2 separate regions of the Mus musculus genome follow, and region 1 is linked to region 2. Evidence: chromatin contacts called from public promoter capture Hi-C data. All regions are on one chromosome and are shown on one strand. Each heading gives the region's core, a stretch centred on a gene start, on an enhancer-like site or on the middle of the called end of the contact. The rest is flanking DNA. Distances are from core to core; before and after follow the strand shown.

The links. Promoter capture Hi-C pulls out the DNA fragments that hold promoters and counts their contacts.
Region 1: a promoter capture Hi-C map of trophoblast stem cells shows a contact between it and region 2, with 2.9 times the contacts expected there. The contact joins the promoter of Timm8a2 here to the enhancer-like site in region 2. A contact is called at or near these places in 7 of 39 promoter capture datasets (cranial neural crest, hematopoietic stem and progenitor cells, liver and 3 more), 1 of 15 datasets of contacts at CTCF or cohesin (pro-B cells), 1 of 484 Hi-C or Micro-C datasets (embryonic stem cells), 1 of 115 datasets of contacts at active chromatin or transcription factors (embryonic stem cells) and 2 of 9 other capture datasets (adipose tissue and liver).

The regions. Positions count from the first base shown.
Region 1 is chr14:122,032,170-122,038,318 of GRCm38.p6, reverse strand. It overlaps Timm8a2 (translocase of inner mitochondrial membrane 8A2), which reads right to left and starts at 3,645. Exons shown (of 2, transcript NM_001037744.1): 1 at 3,307-3,645; 2 at 1-472. The coding sequence starts at 3,632. The coding sequence ends at 3,339.
Region 2 is chr14:121,851,217-121,856,989 of GRCm38.p6, reverse strand. No RefSeq gene overlaps it. Among named protein-coding and RNA genes, the nearest start is that of Ubac2, 25 kb to the left of the region's middle. Within about 2 kb of position 4,194, at least 24 of the 459 cell types and tissues checked have an H3K27ac peak or open chromatin away from gene starts, as enhancers often do. A contact at or near this core is called in trophoblast stem cells, where this site is marked.

The DNA.
Region 1 (6,149 bases), core at 2,396-4,895, 180 kb before region 2:
TGTGCAGTGCCTGTGAGTGCCAGAGGAGGGAGGGGGACCTGTTGGATGCCCTGGAACTGGACTATAATTGCTGTGAGCCACCATGTGGTTGCTGGGAAATTAATGCAGGTCCTCTGGAAGAGCGAGCCGTAGTCTTCATCACTGAGCCATCTTTCCGGACCGTTATGTGAACGTAAGTGTGCTCTGTGTCTAGGTCAGGAGAGGGTGTTGAGTCTGCCAGAACTGGCGTTATAAACGGTTGAAAGCCATCAGATGGCCACTGGCTCTCTGCAAGAGTAACAAGTCTCTTCACTGCTGAGCCGTCTCTCAGCCCCCAAGGAGGAGGCTCTTTGTGCACGGTGACTTGACAGAGATTGGTGCCTCCTCACTCCAGCCTCTCCATGCGCTTTGCTTCCTTCCTTCAGGCACAGACGATTTCAGGATTTTCAGTCTTGCTGGCAATAGACGGATCCGAAACCCTAAGTACAGGGATCTGAAAGAAGGAAACGTTCTCTAGGGAATCCCATTCACACATGAGCATAGCCCAAGCCCCTGGCAGCGCCTTCCTAAGCCTGGCTTATCCCACAGCTAACCTAAGCCTGGCTCATCCCTGGCTTAACCCTTCTCATGCATATCCCTAGCCTTGGATTCCTCTTTCCCTATACCCTCAAACCCTGCTGCAGGCACAGCAATGTGAAGTTAGAACCTCTCTTCTCCCGGCTCTGGCCCTATAAACACACCTGCCTCTGTTTACGAACTCCTGTCTCCTGGACCTCAGAGTCAGTGACAGCGAGTAAACAAGGTCAAGATAGCATGTGCTCTACATGGTCCCTGTGCCCTCTTTCTTCCTGATTACTGAAGAGTTTTCTCAATCCTGAAGGAGCTAAGCTTTGGTGAAAACTTATTTTCCTTAAAATTTTAGTGACTTATTTATTGTGGTTCTGAGTACATGCTTGTCACAGCATACATGCAGCAGTCAGGGAACAACTCTGAGGACTTAGTTATCTCTATGCACTTTTATTGCGGGCTACAGGGATCAAATAAAGGTTGCTAGGCTCTTGCAGCAAGCACCTTTACCCTCGGAGCCATCTTATAGGCCTCCCTTTACATTTTTATCGTGGCAGATGAAATGATCAGTCAAGGTCATGATCTTAAACTCCTCTGTCCTTTCAACAGATACCTCCAAATCAAATTCTGAAAATATTGAGATCTCTAGAGGGCACCTGAAAGTTTGGAAGACTTGTATCTGTATAAATGTATTATAATTATAATAATTATTATTATTATGTATTCCAAATGGAATGAGATTCCTGGAATCAGATACATCTTGAAAGCTTCAGTCATAATTGTGACGATAAATTCTTTGGATTTTTACAGAAACAGCCAAGTCAGTTATGGCGAAACACGCCCATGTTCCCAGTGGTCAGGATACTGAGACAGAGGATCTGCTCCAAGTTCAAGGTCAATTTGATCTAGATGGTGAATTCCAGGCCAGTCAGGCAGCTACACTGCAAGCAAGATCCTGTCTTTTAAAGAAGTTGTCCATAGCGAAGCTCAATTTATTCTGATCCCTTCTCCCTCCCTCTTCCTCTCTCTATCTCTATCTTTCTATCTCTATCTCTATTTTTCTATCTCTATCTCCCTTCTCTCCATCCCTTCTGCCCACCCCCCTTTACCTACAAGCCCAACAGGTTGTGTCTTCCAAGAAAAGGTTGTGGAGAGAATGAAAAGAATTCTGAAAGCTAAAGTTTTGCTTTAGGGGTATGTTTTATTCTTCAAACCTCATAGATAGAAAAAAAATCAATCAAAATAACCTAATAAGTGGATCCTATAATAATAAGCACCAGGCATGCCCTCCCTGAAACCATACAAATCTTCGTATCTCTTAAGGCACATTTTGAAACTTTTTGCACCTTGCTATATAGACAGAGTACATTAAGTTCTTCTTAGGCCAGTCTAGTAGTGAGAATTAAGTTCATCGGCATCGGCGAATTCCTTTATAAAAAGGGCCCACAAGGGTCAGGCTGCCTGTTCTACCTGGAGAGCACACTGTAGGATAGATACCTACTAAGTCATGGGGGAAGGAAAGAATGTACCGAAGGTACTGTATGAACATCCCATGGATCTTATTCCCAGCCCTGGACACCACTAGATAAAGAGCCTCAGTCAAATAACAAATTATTCTCCCCCAGCTGTTTCCTCCACTCCTGCCTCCTCTCCCCCCACCTTTCCTTCTCTCATAAGTTGCCAGTCATAACTGTTGTGGGTTTGTATATGCTTGGCTCAGGGAGTGGTACTATGAGAAGGTGTGGCCTTGCTGGAGGAAGTAATGTGGGCGTGGGCTTTGAGACCTTTCTCCTAGCTGCCTGGAAGCCAGTCTTCTCCTGTTTGCCCTCAGAACAAGATGTAGAACTCTTAGCTCCTACAGAGCCATGCCTTCCTAGGTGCTGCCATGCTTCCTGCCATGTTGATAATGGACAGAACCTCAGAACCAATAAGCCATCCCCAGTTAAATGTCCTTAAGAGTTGCCTTGGTCATGGTGTCTCTTTACAGCAATGGAAACCCTAAGACAACTGTAATGTTAATTTTGATTTCTTAAGAAATTCTTATGAAGTACCCTATCTCACTATGTAGCCCAGACTGGCCTCAAACTTGCAGTCTATCTGCCTTCTAGTGCTCGGATTAAAGGCATGTGTCATTAAGCTCAGCTTCACCTAATAAGCTCTACTATAATATCTAGAATGAACTCACACAAAAAGAGATTTATTGTGTGGTTCCAAATTACAGAAAGCAGTTCCACTATCAATATCAAACTAGCAGTTAAGGGGACCTTGTGGGGAGCTGAGCTCCACATATACCTAATGCAGCTCTTATTCATCTGTCAATCACTTTCACAACATTACCTTAAAACACAACCCACAGGCTCAGAGATGCCTAGAGCACTTCCTGCTCCAGGAATCTGAAGCCCTCTTCTGGCGTCCATGGACACTGCACTCACAGTGGCATAAATTCATACAGACATACACAGATATACACACACATCTTTAACTTTAGCACTCAGGAGGCAGGAGCAGGCAAATGCAGAATTCCTGACTAGTTTTGTTTGCAGAGTAAGTTGCAGGCTGGCCAGGGCTACATGGTGACATTCTATCTAAAAAACGAAAGAAATAAACGACCATCCACATCTCAAACCCCCATGACCCTCAACCCCACAAACATTGAAAAAAAAAAGTAATTAATCTTTCCTAATTCTTAGATGATAAGACACCCCTCCATGTTGTTCTCATCACCATCCCCTCCTCAAAGCTGTCCATTTCCCCACCTACCTCCCTTTTCCAAAGCGGGGGAAACGCTGAGATCAGTCGGAAAGTCTTTCTGAGAAGAGTGGTCTCGCCTTCTGGGTCTGCTCCAGTCGATTCAAGATGAACTGGCTCGTATCAATGAAGCGCTCGACGCAGTTCACCAAGCAGAGCTCCGCCCGGCCATCCAGCCTGGGCCCGGGCTTGTCCATGCACTTCTCCCAGCAGAGCTCTGTCATGTGGTGGATGAGCAACTGCACCCTCTGCTTCTGCACCTCTGCCTCCATGAACCGCTGCAGCTGCGGGTCTGAAGATCCCAGGCTGGTCCCCCGGGAAGACCAGGCGGACTCCATGACAGCGAGCCAGGGACCGGAAGTGCCCCACCCACCAGGCGTCCTGCTAGAGAACGAGAACCGGAAGTGTCATGGCTGCCTCAGGCCCACCTAGGAAGCTTGGCCCTTTTAGTCTGCAGGCTGCTCTGCCTGGCTCCGCTTACCTTAGTAAAGATTTTTAAAGGAAATCTTAAATTAGCACTGTTAGACTCCGTAAGGCTTTCCAAATCGTTCATGAACAAGCTGATGGCAGTCAAACTCAGGCTGAATGAAGAAGACAATGGACCAAGGAAGCAATGCTTACCTTTGGTTCATCCTAAACCCATCGGCTTACATTTCCCAAGATAAAATTTGACAGACATTTCGAAGATACAGAGGATCTACAGACCATTCTCAGAAAGCGTTTCTGACTGATGCCCTCATTTGCCAAAGCCATACAAGGTGGTGCTCAATTCTATTTGGTCCTAATTTTTACCAGGTCCTAATAGATGGCTAAGTCTCCCTCCATTTTCAACCCTCGACAGTCATCATCCCTACCTTGACTAGAATATTACATCGGGTTCTGTTTGCAACATTCCAGATTAAGGGAGAAGTGGGAGAAAAATACGTGACCCAATGAACGGACACCATGAACCCATTTGTATGACTTCAGCCTCCTGCACACCTGTTGCTACCCACACATTTACTTGGTCCTGGCCTTCTAACTCCTCTTTCCTGTGGGGCATAACCACTGAAAATATGCCTTTTTAGGGATGTGAGATCTTCAGCTCTTTAACCTTTAAGAAGATTTTGGTTAAAAATGGGAAATAAAGAAGGATTGAAAATGTCACAATGTTGGGAACAAGCAAAAGAAACTCATTCTAAGTACTACCATTTCATTTCCAGACTCCATTTAAGCACAGGGAGAAACTAAATTCAAGGTCCAGGGCCCCAGGGGGAGCTGGGGACTTCTCTATAGCTGAACTGCTTCTGTTGTAAATAGTTGTCTGAGTCCTGGTATCTCAGATACAACTTGTAAGGAGACTTTTGTCTGAGACCAGTTATCTCAAGGACAACTCCATCTTGCTGACAGGGTCAAACAAGTTCATATTCTCAGGCCTGGGAACGAACACATATCCTACTTCTCCAAATATTTTCTTAATTGTCTTTTAACTGGTAAAGAATATAGAAACTGATGTTATCTAAACCAAGGTGCATAAGTTTTATACCCCAACTAACTACATGCAGCTGGCCCACTCCTTTACCCCGTTATCACTCTGAGCTCAGGACCTAATGTCTAGGAGAATGCATTAAAGACCTTGAAGCCAGGTACTCTGGATACAGTCCAGTCTCCAATGGGAGACTTGCTTAACCCCTTGATTTATGTTCCCATCTTTTAGAAATGTTGTACAGTTTCCTTTCTGGGATGCAGTTCAGATCCAGAGCTGGCTGCCCCAGTGAGCACTCGGAAAATAAAGCTTTCATTTTTAAGCTTCCATATCTGAAGCTGGTTTTCTTGGTTTCCACTCTGAACCCCCACAGTTAGAAGGCTGGAGATGGTTCAGATGTTTAAAACAATTGAAGTTCTCCCAGGGGACCCGACTTAGTTTCCAGCACCCACATGGCAGCTCACAACTGTCTGTATTCTAGTTCCAGGGGATCTGACACCATCTTCTGACCTCCGTGGACACCAGGCATGCAGATGGTACATAGACATACATTAGGAAAGCACTGGAATATGTTTTTAAAAATTTGAAGAAAAAGTCACAAATTCTTCAGTCTGTGGAAATGCAAGAGACCCAGTTAGGTAGGTTGGATGCTATAAAGGCGAGAAATACAACCACCCAAAGCCTACTGCTCTACTGTTGGCTGGGATGTGTAAGTAATTACCAGTGACTCTCTCAGGCTGTTCCTCACCAGCTCTATCTTCCTTATTGCTGTAAGGAATGTCAGTTTGTTTAAACAAACAAAGAACCACAAAACTCTATGGATCAAAGACTGGCCCTGAACTTGATAGGCAGCCTAGGTTGGTACCAAACTCTTTTCTTTGTGGATTGGATATTTTCTATATTTACATTTCAAATGTTTTCCCCTTTCCAGTTCTCCTCTTCGGAAACCCCCTATCCCATCCCTCCTCCCCCTGCCTTTATGAGGGTGCTCCACCATCCACCCACCCACCCACTTCTGTCCTCCTGCCCTGGCATTCCCCTACTCTTAATCCCCCACTTCTGTCCCCTCCAGTGCTGGGGTTACAGGTAATTCCCACCACTTGTCAACGAACAAGAGACCCTACTTTTAATTTTCTGCAGCAGTGCTGGTGCCTGAATCCAGGGCTCCTGCATGCTACACAGCACACCAGCAATTGAGCCACATGACCAACCCTTTCAATCTATTTACATCTGTAAAACTGTAAAACTGTAAAACCAACAACTTTTGGGTATCATTTGGGAACTTCCTCTGGGCAATTAGAATTCTTGTTTTCTCCTGGGAGACTCTCCTCATTTTGGCTGGGGACAAATGTTTGCTTTTTTTTTTTCTGTTTTTTTTTTTTTTTTTTTT
Region 2 (5,773 bases), core at 2,945-5,444:
CCACGAACGTAATCCTCCTGCCTCGGTGTCTGTAGAGGTGGGAGTAAAGCCACAGTGCCTGGGTGCTTTGGAATCTTTTGTTGGCGCTTTATCTATTTTCCGGATGCCGCTTATGTTGTCTCCTTTCCGCTATCCCAGACAGTGCTTTTGTGATCACCTTTCTGGGCTTACCTGGTGGTTGAGTACCCAGGATGTGCATCTTCAGACCTTTTGACAACTATATCCATTTAAACAGCTTACTTACTTTTAACTATTAGTGTGTGCATGCACGTGTGTGTGTGTGTGTGTGTGTGTGTGTGTGTGCGTGCGTGCCCATGCCCACCTGGGTTCAGTGCCTATGGAGGCCAGAAGAGAGCACCAGATTCCCTAAAGCTGAAGTTAAAGGTAGTTGTGATTTGCCTAAAGGGATAACCCAACTCGGGGCCACTGCAAGAACACTAGTGGTGAGTAAAAATGTACCCCATAGGTTCATAGATTTGAATGCTTGGTCACCAGGGAGTGGCAGTATTTGAAAGGATTTTAGGAGATGGGGCCTTGTGGGAGTGGGTGTGGCCTTGTTGGAGGAAGTGTGTCACTGGGGGTGGGCTTTGAGGTTTCAAGGGCCCGAGCCAGGCCCAGTGGCTCTCTCTTCCCGATGCCTAAAGATCCATACATAGAACTCTCAGCTACTTCTCCAGCACAATGTTCCCCACCATGAAGATAATGGACTACCATCTGAAGCCGTAAGCAAACTCCAGTTAAATGCTTTCCGTTATAAGAGCTGTCAGGGTCATGATGTCTCTTCACAGCAATAGAACACTGACTAAGCCAAGCAGAAAGAGGCCTTAACTGCTGATCCATCTCTCTAGCCCTAGACCACTAACATCATACGTCCACAGTCAATAAATGATACTTTCTGCATTTTCTATCTTTCATCGGTACTTGATATCATTAGATGTTTAAAATGAATGCCAATCTGGTGAGTGCACAATGTTCTCCTTTGAAGATTAAATTTGCATTTTTTTTCAAGTAACTAATGAGGTTGAGCATCGTCTCATACGTTAACGCTCATTTGTGTTTCCTCTAAGGGGGATGCCTCCTAGGCCCGTCGCCCTCTTTCTTCTCACAGCTTATGTGCCTTTCTCTCACTTGCTTGTATACATTCTTTACGTATTCTGCATCATTCAGAAACTTCTCCCAGTTGTGCTTCAGACAGCCTTTTATAAACCATTTTTAAAATTTATTCTATGTGTGCATATGTGTGTGTGTGTGGGGGGTGTCTAAGTGCATCAGAGTGGGTCACAGTACATTTGTATGGAGGTCAAAGGCCAACTTGTGGGAGTTTGTTCCTTCCACTAAGCAGGTCCCAGGATTCAACCTCAGTTTGTTAGTTTTGATGATAGATGCCTTTACCTGCTGAGCCATCCAGCTAGCCCCTACCTACCCTTCTGTTTTTCCTGTCACTTTGTTATTGTTTATTTTTTATTTGTTTTGTTTTGTTTTGTTTTTTTGAGACAGGGCCTCACTGTGTAGCTCTGGCTGACTAGGAAGTTGCAAGATTGAAGGCAACTCAAGGTGCTCTGCCTATACGTTTGATTTTGACTTTTAGGGTTTTGAAAATGATGAGTGTGATGTGTGATGTTAACATATTGGAGAGATGTCGTCGTTCACTGAGTTCACAGAAGTGTTGCAAATATATTTGCCTAAAGTTCCTAGAAAACATTTTTTATTTTTTGTAAATGTTCCCTTCAAGGGTAGATATTTCATCCAAGTAAGGCCTGTTTTCACAAGTCAGAGAAGGTGGGTATGTAATAATGTTTATGGATGAACACACTTGCTTTAGGCTCTCAACACTTCAGGGAAATCTCGCTTTTGTGCTTCCTTCCTTCTGACCCTTTGCTTCTTTTTGCCTTCTTCTGTCGGTGGAGTTTTACTCTTTGTACCTTTTAAGTGACAGAGCTGTGATGAATAACGTTATAAGTTTGAGTCACTATGCTTAAGAAATCTATAAAACAAAAATGCCTCTAACTTGTAAGCCCCACTTGTCCAAGGACAGATGACTTCCTGGAGTTCTGGGGGCTGTTGTTTATGTAAGACAACAAGCCTGGTGTCTTCACTTCTGTAAACAAGGTTGGTTGCTTCAACCGCACAGGATGTTTTTGATCACATATAGGCAGAAGGTGCGAGTATGTCAGGATAGATGCTTGCCCCAACTGAATGAAGGCAGGAAGTAGCCTTACGGGTTTTGCCCTTGTAAGCACTTGACTAACATAATTCACGGCCATTCTCTGATAATCTGGGGGATTCATCTGGCCAGTGTCCATTGTCCTGGCCAGTATTTAATAAAGCTTGCTTCTGATTGGGCTCAAAAGTTGAAGTAGTGGTCTTATTCTTGCCTGGTGGGATTAACAAAATCCCCTCTTTCCTTGTATATTAGATGCTCAGAATATCTTCTCTCTAGATTATCCCTCATTCAGGTCAATGGCTACACGAGACACCTGCATGTTATACTTTGCATGTACATTGTTTTACCCTCTTGTTCCTGTCACCCTACAGCTCACTCTTTCCCATCTCACAGACCTCTGATCAAATGCACCGCCTGGATGAGGTCTCCTCTAACCTCATTATGTAAACAGCACTGATCTCTTTCTGCCGTTAACTGTGATAGTCTGAGTAGGTTTGGCCCAATAGACTCATGTGTATGAGTGCTTAGCCCATGGGGAGTGCACTATTAGGAGGGCCTCATTAGAGGACGTGCCACTTTGGGGGCAGGCTTTGAGGTGCTCAAGCTCCAATCAGTATGGAATCCAGTCTCCTCCTGCCTGCAGATCAAGATGAAGAACTCTCAGCTCCTTCTCCAGCACCATGTCTGCCTGCATGCTGCCATGCTTTCTGCCATGATGATAATGGACTAAACCTCTAAAGCTGTAAACAACTCCAGTAAAATGTCTTCTCTTATAAGAGTTGCCTTGGTCATAGTGTCTCTTCACAGCAACAAAACCCTAACTAAGACATTATCTTTGCTTTATTTTATATCAAAGTTTCAAATTTTACCTCCTGTCCTTCTATTGGAAATCTAGAGAGCTGGACAGATGGTTCAGGGTGAAGAGCACTGACTGCTCATGTAGAAGACGTGAGTTCAATTCCCAGCACCCACATGGAGGCTCACAATTGCCTCTAACTCCAGTTCTAGGGAACCCAACACGTGCATGCATGAGTACACACATGGAAAAAAACTAAATATTTTTTAAAACCCGCAATTTAAAAAACACATTATCTTCCAAATACTAGAATATATGCTGTATGGACTTTGAATTGCCTGTTGATGAGAATGAATGCCTAAGAGCAGTACCTGGCATACTATAAGTTTGAAAAATGTTTGTAATAAAGCAATGATACACATTAGTGTAAATGCTTCATAGCTCATGGGGTCTTTTATAGTTATATTCTTTTTAGCACCAATTTAATCTGCAGGGGAGTGAATTTTTCCTCTGTGAATATCAGAGAAATAATGTCACCTCCACGGAGGCCTCTTGAAAATTGTGACTCAGGTCCCTGAAATTATTCTCAGTTCTATGCATTATTAGATATGTGACTGTCATCTGGGGAGAAGAAATTATAATGTCTCCTAGAGAATCTTATGCTCTATCATTATCTGTCAATCAATATTTTAACATAAAAAGGAATGTAGGTTCTGATAAAGTGACAGGTATTTCAGATTAATTCATGAACAAAGGCATGTGACTATTAGGCTCTCATGACATCCCGGGCTAAAGAGATATGCAATTTACAGTTTTCCCATAGAAACGCATGCCCTTGGAGATGCATTGATCTTGGTGCTCTTGGGAACACATTGATCTTGAAGGCTCCATAGACATTTCTGCTTGGAGCAAAATACTACATGACATTCCTCACAGCTGTCAGCATGAGCTGGAAGAATCACAACTATCACTGACACACACACTTATGGGGCAGACGCGGTCTTTGCTCCTGGCTGTTCCAGGAGATATTGAGAGGGCAATACTCAGACCATTATCACCCTACTTTACTGCTAAGCCAGGAAATTCTACGCAGCTATGTGGATGAAAGCACACATCCGCTAGCTACCTGTGAGCTGCCTGAGGAATTCATTCACTCACGGAGTCTTCTGAGGGTGCTTGAGCTGGCACAGACTGACTGACTGACTGACTGACTGCATGAGAATTTAGTCACCGAGCTTGGATGCGTGCTTTGCAGTCTGACTCATTCCCCACGCAACCAGAATGAAGCTTGCACATGGCTCCCTGAGGATGTGAGACAAGAACCTGAGAGGTGTCAAGGAGATTTGTGGCCCTCTGGGAGGCTGCTAATGTTGTGGAAAGTTCCGGTGCTGTGCTTAGGCGCCTCTGTGTGCTGATAGTTCTCCATCTCAAAGCTCACATCAAAGAAATGGTAAGAAAAATCCAGGGTACTTCCCAAGATGTGGTGAAGCACGGAGCCTGTCACAGGCTGCAGAGGTGTGAATTTGCCCCCCTTTGTGAACAGCAAAAACATCTCCCTTGGAGGACTCTTAATTTATTTGTATTATTTTATTTAGTTATTTTGTTATTTTGTTACTGTAAACCTATTGCTCTCATTCCCAGTTCCATGAGTTAGTCAGTGTGTGACCATCACCTGAAGAGGCTGAGCTGTACAAACTAGTAAAGAGAGACCTCTGGAGGTAACGCCTTACCACACACAGCTTGCTGGTTTTCTCACAGCCGTCCCCTGTGAATCAACAGTGAAATCCCAACTAGACAGGGAATCTGGCCCCAAGGAGGAAAAGAGTAGCAGCAGCGAGAGATAAATACAAGAGACACAGTTGTACCTGGTGTGCTAGGGACTTGGAGTTCAGACCCAGGTCACCCACAGCGCTGACGAGCAACGTCATTAGACTCTAAGCAGTGTGGTGTGGTTTTATCAGAAGTGTACCATCCAGCATGTAATATTCAGACACTGCAGTCTTGACCAAACCAAGAGTCACAATGCAGTGTGGGGCAGTGGGAATTGTATTGATTAGCTAGTGTCTTAGCCACCATTCTGTTGCTGTGAAAAGACACCATGACCAAGGTAACTATTAGGAAAGAAAGCACGTAGAGAGAGGGAGGGAGGGAAAGATAGAGGGAGAGAGGGAGGGAGGGAGGGAGGGAGATAGAAGCTGAGTCCTGCATGGGCTTTTGAAACCTCAAAGTCCACACCAGTGAGACGTCCTCCAACAAGGCCACACCCACTCCAATATGACCATGCCCACCCCCACAAGGCCACACCCCCTAACCCTTGAAATATTTTATTTTCAGAGAGTTCTACTCTCTGATGATCATGTCCCCCACGGGCCTATTCTCATTCAAACCATCACAGCTTTTCACTGATGTTGCCAACATAAGAAAAAGATTTGTTTTGGATCTTGGCTTCAGAGTACTTAGAAGTCAATACTTAATACTATACATTAGGGCATCGGGAATATTTGGCAGGGAACAGACCAGGAAGGAGTCAGGGACAGAACACCCCTGTGGTGTTTGAATGAGAATGGCCCCATAGCTCCTATGTTTGAGTACTTGCCAGTTGGTGGAGCTGTTTGGGAAGGATTAGGAGGTGTGGCCTTGTTGAAGGAGGTGTGGCACTGGAGGGACTGTGGGGATAGGCTTTGAGGTTTCAATCCCACTCCATTCCCAGTTAGCTCTCTCTCTTCTTCCCACTTATGGACCAGATGTGAGCCTTCAGCTACTGCTGCATTGCTATATGTGCCTGCCTGTTACCAGGCTCCTCCCTATGATGG